Regions from separate parts of the Pan troglodytes genome. Here region 1 is linked to region 2. Evidence: chromatin contacts called from public HiChIP or PLAC-seq data. All regions are on one chromosome and are shown on one strand. Each heading gives the region's core, a stretch centred on a gene start, on an enhancer-like site or on the middle of the called end of the contact. The rest is flanking DNA. Distances are from core to core; before and after follow the strand shown.

Region 1 (3,976 bases), core at 441-2,940, 95 kb before region 2:
CTGGGATTGCAGGCGTGAGCCACAGCGCCCGACCCTCTCCAGGTGTTTTGAGTAGGAGACATTGAGTGCAGGGAATTGGTGGTACAGCACAGGTGATGGAAGAGCCCAGGATGGGCAACCATAGCAACCGCCACAACCCGCAGGCCCAGAGGAACAAGGGGAGGAAGAGATGTCACCAGGCCCCAGAAGTTTGGGGTCCCTCAGGGAAATTGAGAAGCTCGGGGGGCCCACTCCCAGCACTTTGGGGGCTAAGGCGGGTACATCACTTGAGGTCAGGAGTTCGAGACCAGCCTGGGCCAATATGGTGAAACCCCATCTCTACTAAAAATACAAAAATCAGCTGGGTGTAGGGGCACACGCCTGTAATTCCAGCTACTCACAAGGCTGAGTCAGGAGAATTGCACTTTCTCATCATGCTGTGTAATGATGCTGGTGTCTGCCATCTGAGAACGGCCCTCGCCATAGCCATACTCTCCCACCTCCTCCCTGCCCCTGCGCCTCGGGCCCTGCCCTCTCTTCGGCTCCTTTCCTGTCTCCCACTTCCAGCCACCCACCTGCATGAATCCACCTGTCTGTTCTCCACATCTGCACTTGGGCATCGTCACCTGGAGAAAGTTCTACCTCCTGGAAGCCTGAAGCCACTGCAGATTCACGCCTCCCTCCACCTTCCCAGCAATCCTTGCGGGGTGGGAGGTGTTTGTCATCCAGTCACTCATGCACCCATCCAGTCACAAGTATTGATCACTCAGTAGGTGCCCAATGCCATCCTCTGCATTTGGGAGAGGATGTACCTGAAGAGCAGTGGGTGGAGGGGGGTGCACAGGGAGGGCATGGAAAACCAGAAGGGAAGTGGAGGGACTGCATTCTCTGCAGGGATGTTCTCTTGTTCTGAGAGCTGAGTGGGAAGGAAGCCACCTGGGAGGCGCAGCAGGAAGAGCATTCAAACCAGAAGGAACCCAGGGGAGAGAATCTGGATATTTTCAAAAGTGGCCCCGTGGCTCCAGCCAGGTCGGTGGTAGCCAGTGCTTTGGAGTGTCGGCCCCACCACGGGCTCCCGCTGCAGCCCGGGATCCAGTGCCCAGCAGGACGGCGGCAGGTGGCTCTGGGCCCCACTACATGGTTGTGGCAGGGTCCCCCAAGTAGTTCAGTGGGGATCACAATCTCCACCTCCCAGGACTCACTCAAGCTCCCATTTGCACAGCCCAAACTGGAGCAGGATGGGGACATGGGAGGTGGGCTCTGGCTGTAGCGTCCTGTGGTGGGAGGTGGGGTCCAGCTGGTGACGCTACTGTCCCTGCAGTGCTCTTTGATGAGCTGTAACAGCAGGCTTGGAGGTGGGGCTGGGGACGACCCAGGCAACCCTGAGGGGAGCTTAAGGGAGCCAGGCAACCCTGGCACTTTTCCAAGGCTTTGCTTTAACTCAATAGTTCCGCCATGGCCCCGGGGGTAGTGCCACGTATTTCTGTTTTACCGTCGAGGAAACAGAGGAAACCGAGGCACAAAGAAATGGAGTTAATTCCTAAAGTCACAGGGCCAGGAGGTGGCTGAGTGGGGATTCGAACTCACACCCCAGAGGGCACACACAGGCAGGCCCCTGCACACACGCGCGCGCGCGCGCGTACACACACATACACACACACGTGTCCTGGAGGAGGCGGCCCGCAGGGCGGGACAGGGCGGGGCGGGGGCAGGTCCCGGCCGCCGGGAGGAAGTGGCCGGGCGGTCGCAAGGGCTCCGGGGCAACCGCCGCGAGTCCGCAGTAGTTCGGGCCATGGAGGCGGAGCCGCCGCTCTACCCGATGGCGGGGGCTGCGGGGCCGCAGGGCGACGAGGACCGGCTCGGGGTCCCGGACGGGCCCGAGGCCCCGGTGAGCGGGGACCCGGAGTGCGAGGCGCGGGCGTCCCCTGTGGGCCAGGGTCCCCCCGGCGGGGGCGGGGCGGGCCGGGGGGCGGCGGGCACCGGGGGACACGGGTTCGGGGCGCGATCGCGGGTGCGAGCGGCGTGCGTGGCCCGCAGCTGGACGAGCTGGTGGGCGCGTACCCCAACTACAACGAGGAGGAGGAGGAGCGCCGCTACTACCGCCGCAAGCGCCTGGGCGTGCTCAAGAACGTGCTGGCTGCCAGCGCCGGAGGCATGCTCACCTACGGCGTCTACCTGGGTAGGTGCCGCTCGGGGACCCGGGGCCGCCCCGCCCGCTCCCAGCCCGGCCCGGGAAACAGAAACCGCGGGCCGCTGCCTCCCGCCCGCTCTCACTTCCCCTCCGCTGCCCTCGCAGCTGCAGCCACGGCCCCGCGCGGCGGGGGTGGGGTTGGGGGGTCAAGTAGCGCAGCGTCCCCGGGTCCCAGCCAGAGCCTCGGTGTGGGTGGGGGACAGGGGTCCGGGCTCCCGGACAGACCTGCCACCTTCAGAATTGGAGGCCGGCGGAGCAAGGCGGGTGGGGGTCTGGGCTTAGCTGGCCAAGTGGCCGCGGGCTGGCAGAAGGCGTGGCGCAGCCCGGGAACCCGGCTGTCCTGAGGGGCGCTGTCAGCGGGAATGCCTTCGGTGATTGGAGCTCCCTGCGAGGCCTGCATGCCGTCTTCTGCTCGGTGGCGCCCAAAGCCAGGCTGCTCCCTGCACGCCGCTCTCTGTCCTGTCCCCAGGCCTCCTGCAGATGCAGCTGATCCTGCACTACGACGAGACCTACCGCGAGGTGAAGTATGGCAACATGGGGCTGCCCGACATCGACAGCAAAATGCTGATGGGCATCAACGTGACTCCCATCGCCGCCCTGCTCTACACACCTGTGCTCATCAGGTGGGCGCGGCTGCTCCTGTGGGATGCTGCGGTACTCCCATTTCGGAGGGGTACAGAGGCCGGCAGGCCAGGAGGTGTCCATCTGCCGGGGTGTTTGTGGGGCGAGGGAGCAAGGGAGAGGTTTTTTTCTATCCGGAAGCCTGAGAGTGAAGGGGGTGAAACTCGGATTTGGGGAAGGAAACAGGAAATTTGCCTCAGGGCACATTTGGTTTCCAGCAACAGATTCACACGGGCTGAGCTCCCTCCCAGCTTGCCTGGGCCTCACGTGGCACCCTCCTCGTGGCCTCCTTGGAGGCCTCCCAGAGCCACTGTGGCCTTCAGGGTTGGGGCTGTAGAGTTAGGGGTTTCTGATCGGTCAGCAAAGTCCAGGCACCCATGCCTGGCCCAGTCGCTGTGACTGGTGCTGAGGGGGTGTTTCTCACAGACAGGCATGGCTGGGCAGGTGCCCCAGAGCTCTCCCCCAGATCTGAGCCCTGGAGGTATGTGGTTCAGCCTCCCCATCACTGGTCCACAGTGCCCTCCCTGATGGGACCTGGAGACCAGTGGACAAATTAGGTGAATTTGAGCTCCCTCATCTTTAAAACAAACAAACAAACAAACAAAACAACAAGAGAAAACTCCATTTAAACAAAAATTTGAAAATTTAAAACATCTCCCGTTGCACAGGCAGGATTAGAATAACTGAAATCATAAAAAAGAAACCCCATCTAAGCCCTCCAGGAAATCGGCTACCCATGCTGTCCCACCACCATGCATGGATTACATTCACATCCTTGTCCCCAGAGCACGTGTGTGGACGTGCCCGTGTGTGTGTGTGTGTGTGTGTGTATGCAAGCGGGCTATGTTTGCTTTTGCTTGCTTACTTTTTTTTTTTTTTTTTTTGAGACAGATACTTGCTCTGTCATCTAGACTGCAGTGCAGTGGTGTGATCTCGGCTCACTGCAACCTCTGCCTCCCAGGCTCAAGCGATTCTCCTACTTCAGCACCCTGAGTAGCTAGGATTACAGGCGCCTGCCACCCGGTTAATTTTTGTACTTTTAGTAGAGATGGGGTTTCACTATGTTGACCAGGCTGGTCTTAAACTCCTGACCTCAAGTGATTCTCCTGCCTTGGCCTCCCAAAGTGCTGGGATTACAGGCATGAGCCACAGTGCCCAGAGCTTGCTTCCTTCTTTTCACTGAGC
Region 2 (3,808 bases), core at 1,085-3,584:
CCCCCCATTCTCGCTTGCTCTTTCAGGCCTGTGGCCCCACGGCCCCTGCTCAGTGTCCCAGCCCGGAGTCACAGCAGCCTCAGTCCCTGTGTGCTGAAGGGTGCCACAGACAGGGAGAAAGGTAAGGCCCCAGGCCTGCAGACATAGTGGGACTAAGGTGTACACAGTGGGCGGGAGGCAAAGGGACAGGACCTCCAGGAAGGGGCTTCAGCAGCTCAGCGAACCCACAGGGCCCCTGTGTGGACACACAGAGGGGGAAGCAGACATGCCTAAGACAATATGGGGCTCAGGGCAAAGAGCACAGGCAGAGGGTGCCAGGCAGGCTTCCTGCAGGAGGTGGCTCTCAAGCTGGGCCTTGGAAGACTGGGAAGGGTTTGGACAGAGGGAGAAGGTGAAGAAGAAATTCCAGGCAGAGGGAAAAGCAAAGGCGAAGGCTGAGAGGTAGGTAACTTGGGAAGGAGGAGCAGGAAGGGACCAGGGCAGGCCTGGGATGAGGGATGAGGATGCGATGGGAGGCCCAGAGTCCACTCATTTCCTCCCTCAGACCTCAACAAAGCTTCAGCTTCCACCTCCAAGACCCCTGCTCGGCTCCATCATCAGCTGCTGCCCCCACCTGAGGTCCTGCTGGCCCCGGCCACCTACAGGCCTGTCACGTATCAGAGCCTGTACTCTGGAGCCCCGAGCCACCTAGGGATCCCAAGGACCCGGCCAGCACCATACCCCCTCCCCAACATCCGGGCTGATAGGGATCAAGGAGGCCTGCCTCTCCCAGCTGGGCTGGGGCTCCTGTCCCCCACTGTTGTGTGCCTGGGGCCTGGCCAGGACTCCCAGTGATGCCAGAAGACCTGTGGGGAAGCCCTGCTACCCTGGACCTTACACCGGGTGTGGGAATCAGCCTCTGCCCCGCCCCCTCCAGCCCCATCTCTGTCTCAAGGAGAGCAGGGTAGGTGAAAGTCTAGAGAAAGAGGCTACCTGCCCAGGGTCACAGCAAGGCTGGGACCATGGCAAGCTTGGAACCAGGACTTCTACCTCCCAACCCCAGCAGCCTGAATACTATGCCCTCTTGCTTTGGGGGTAACTCCCGAAAACCCTGCCTTACCTCTCCCTTCCCCCTAACATTAAACTATTTGGCATGAGTGGTCAGAGCACTTCTGTCGTCGTGGTCAGGGTGGGTGGGGGCCTCAGGAACTCCCAGACCCATCATAGTCCCCACATCAGCCCTGTAGGCATCCCGAAGCTCTGCCCAGTGCCGTCCGCATCCCTGGGAGCACACAGTAATATTAAAAGTGGTGACTCCAGCCCAGTGGCAGGGCTGCACTTGCCCAGATGAGGATCGAAACTGGCGCTCAGAGAGGCGCGGACCTGCTCAACGTCACACAGCAGAGCATGGCGGACACCCGCCACCCCACGTTTAAATGCTGTGCGCAAGGCTGGGGTCATCTGGTCCCCAAGCCCAGGGTCTGGTGGAAGGGCGCAGAACCACGGTGGTCAGTGACCACAGGGGCCGAGGTAGGAACGGGGGAGGCATTTGGGAATCCGGTCAAGACTCAAGGCAGGAAGGGAGAAGAGCTCTGGACTCTGGGACAAGGAGGTCAAAGGCCTGGGGCTGGAGTCCGACGAAGCCAGAGGGGAAGACAAGACTGGGGGCGGCGCGCGCCACCCAGCGGTATCGGGAGGGAGGACCGGAGGGAGGGCTGGGCCGGACGCTCCTCTCGCGCACCGATCGACCTGGGTTCCTAGAGGGGCGTCCCCGTGGGATCCCGGCTCCGTACATCCTGGAGCCCCTAGGGGAGGGACGGACCAGTGGGGGCCGGCGGGGCCTCATCAGACACCCCAACGCCAGGACCCAACGGGACCGAGGACGGTCGCCGGGCGCTTCACGGTTCGCGTGGTTCCAGGATCTCGGAGAACACAACCGGCAGGTCCTGCAGCTCCGCGCCCATCTCCCTCCCCGCGGCCACACCCCCGGCCACGGCCCGGCCCTGCCGGAAGCACAGTCCGCCTGGCCACGCCCCCCAGTCCTTCGTAGCAAAAGCTCCGGTCCAGGCCCCGCCCCCAGCCCGCCCCAACCTCGATTGCCTACTAGGCCCCGCCACCCTTTCGCAGTAACGTCCGGGTCCGGCTCCCGCGCAGGCCCCGCCCCGCCCCGCCGCCCTCCGTCCCTCCCATCCGGGGGACTCAACGCGTCCCACCGAGGCCCCACCTTCAAACAGGCCCCGCCCCCTAATGGACCCCGTCCCACCGAGGACCCGCCTTCAAACAGGCCCCGCCCCCGAACAGACCCAGTCCCACCGAGGCCCCGTCTCCGGGCAGGCCCCGCCCACGAACAGACCCACCCCACTGAGGCCCCCCGACGCCGCTGCCGCTCCGCAGCCCCCCAGGCGGGACGCGTCGCGCGGGCTGCCCCTTCTCCCTCTCAGCTTCCGGAGGGACCCGGGCTGAGTGCCCCGCCCCGCCTCGCCCTGCCTCGCCCCGCCTCGCCCCGCCTCGCCTCTTCCCTCGCCCGATCCCGCGCCCTCAGTGTCCCGGCCGCGCAGGACTTGACATGCTGCCCGACTGCCTGTCGGCCGAGGGCGAGCTGCGCTGCCGCCGGCTGCTGGCAGGGGCCACGGCCCGGCTCCGCGCGCGGCCCGCGTCGGCCGCGGTGCTCGTGCCGCTCTGCTCAGTGCGTGGGGTCCCGGCGCTGCTGTACACGCTGCGGTCCAGCCGCCTGACCGGGAGGCACAAGGGCGACGTCAGGTACAGCGGCCGGGAACTCCTAGCCCTTTGCCGGAGGCCACAGGAGCCCGGGGCTGGCAGGGACCTCTGGCAGGGCACTTAGCCCCTTCGAGCCTCGGTTTCCGCCTCCGTAAAATGGGTCTGGGGAGAGTCCCTCCGCCCAAGGGCTGCGGCGAGAGGTCAGCGATCCGTGTCCGTCGGCCCCGGTGCACCTGCCCGGGCGCCACGTCCTCGCCGCGTGGGCCCGTCGTACGCGTCCTTGCGCGCACGCCTGGGCCGGGACACCCCTTTGAGCTGTTTCCCGCTTAGAGGGCGGACGCCGCCCCCTGCCGGCGACTACGGAGAGATTCGAGCCCCGCCCGGCGGGAATTAAGAACATCCTGAGGACAATGTCAGTGTTATTGGGGCCACCATAGGCCGAATTTGGGTATCTGAGCCCCAGGATCTTCTTGCCCCTGCTGCAGACCCTCTTATCCTGCGCTGTCCCGGGACTCTCTTCCTTATCCCCATTGCTCAGGGAGGTAAACTGGCCTCCAGAGGTCGCGTGGCTTGCCTGGGGCCTCCCAGTAAACTAGGGGCAGAGGCAGGCGACACTTTGGTGGGCCAGTGGCCCCCCCGCACTGCCGACACCCCGACCTCTCCGTGGCCCCAAGAGTCCAAGGACCAGACTCCTTGTGTCTGTTTAGTTTCCCAGGCGGCAAGTGCGACCCGGCTGACCAAGATGTGGTGCACACGGCCCTGCGGGAAACCCGGGAGGAGCTGGGCCTGGCAGTGCCCGAGGAGCACGTGTGGGGCCTGCTGCGGCCTGTGTATGATCCGGTGAGCCACTTGGCTGAGGCCACCCCACCCCATTCACTCACTCTGTGCCTGCCCTGGAGCTGGGCTCCCAGGGACCAGGAGAGTGGTCATGGACCCCCACGGGCACAAAGTGTGGAAGGGTGCCCCTAACCTGCCTGGTCACATGCACCACCCCACACACCCCCTCGGGAAGGGATTGGGGAGGCTCTGGTGCCCTGAGTAGAGGTGGCCCAGGGCGATGGGGTGGTCCAGCTCCACTCAGTTTGGTGGATTAGGGTCAGGGAAGCTTCAT

The links. HiChIP or PLAC-seq counts read pairs in DNA pulled down with a chosen protein or histone mark.
Region 1: an H3K4me3 HiChIP or PLAC-seq map of stem cell-derived excitatory neurons shows a contact between it and region 2, with 2.3 times the contacts expected there. The contact joins the promoter of UNC93B1 here to the promoter of NUDT8 in region 2. A contact is called at or near these places in 1 of 7 Hi-C or Micro-C datasets (stem cell-derived neural progenitor cells) and 1 of 1 datasets of contacts at active chromatin or transcription factors (stem cell-derived excitatory neurons).

What each region holds. Positions count from the first base shown.
Region 1 is chr9:70,043,216-70,047,191 of NHGRI_mPanTro3-v2.0_pri, reverse strand. It overlaps UNC93B1 (unc-93 homolog B1, TLR signaling regulator), which reads left to right and starts at 1,690. Exons shown (of 11, transcript XM_016921385.3): 1 at 1,690-1,867; 2 at 2,017-2,158; 3 at 2,640-2,793. The coding sequence starts at 1,772.
Region 2 is chr9:69,949,271-69,953,078 of NHGRI_mPanTro3-v2.0_pri, reverse strand. It overlaps NUDT8 (nudix hydrolase 8), which reads left to right and starts at 2,334. Exons shown (of 4, transcript XM_522294.9): 1 at 2,334-2,739; 2 at 3,405-3,537. The coding sequence starts at 2,546. TBX10 (T-box transcription factor 10) reads left to right here. Exons shown (of 7, transcript XM_016921381.3): 6 at 27-121; 7 at 545-1,136. The coding sequence ends at 834.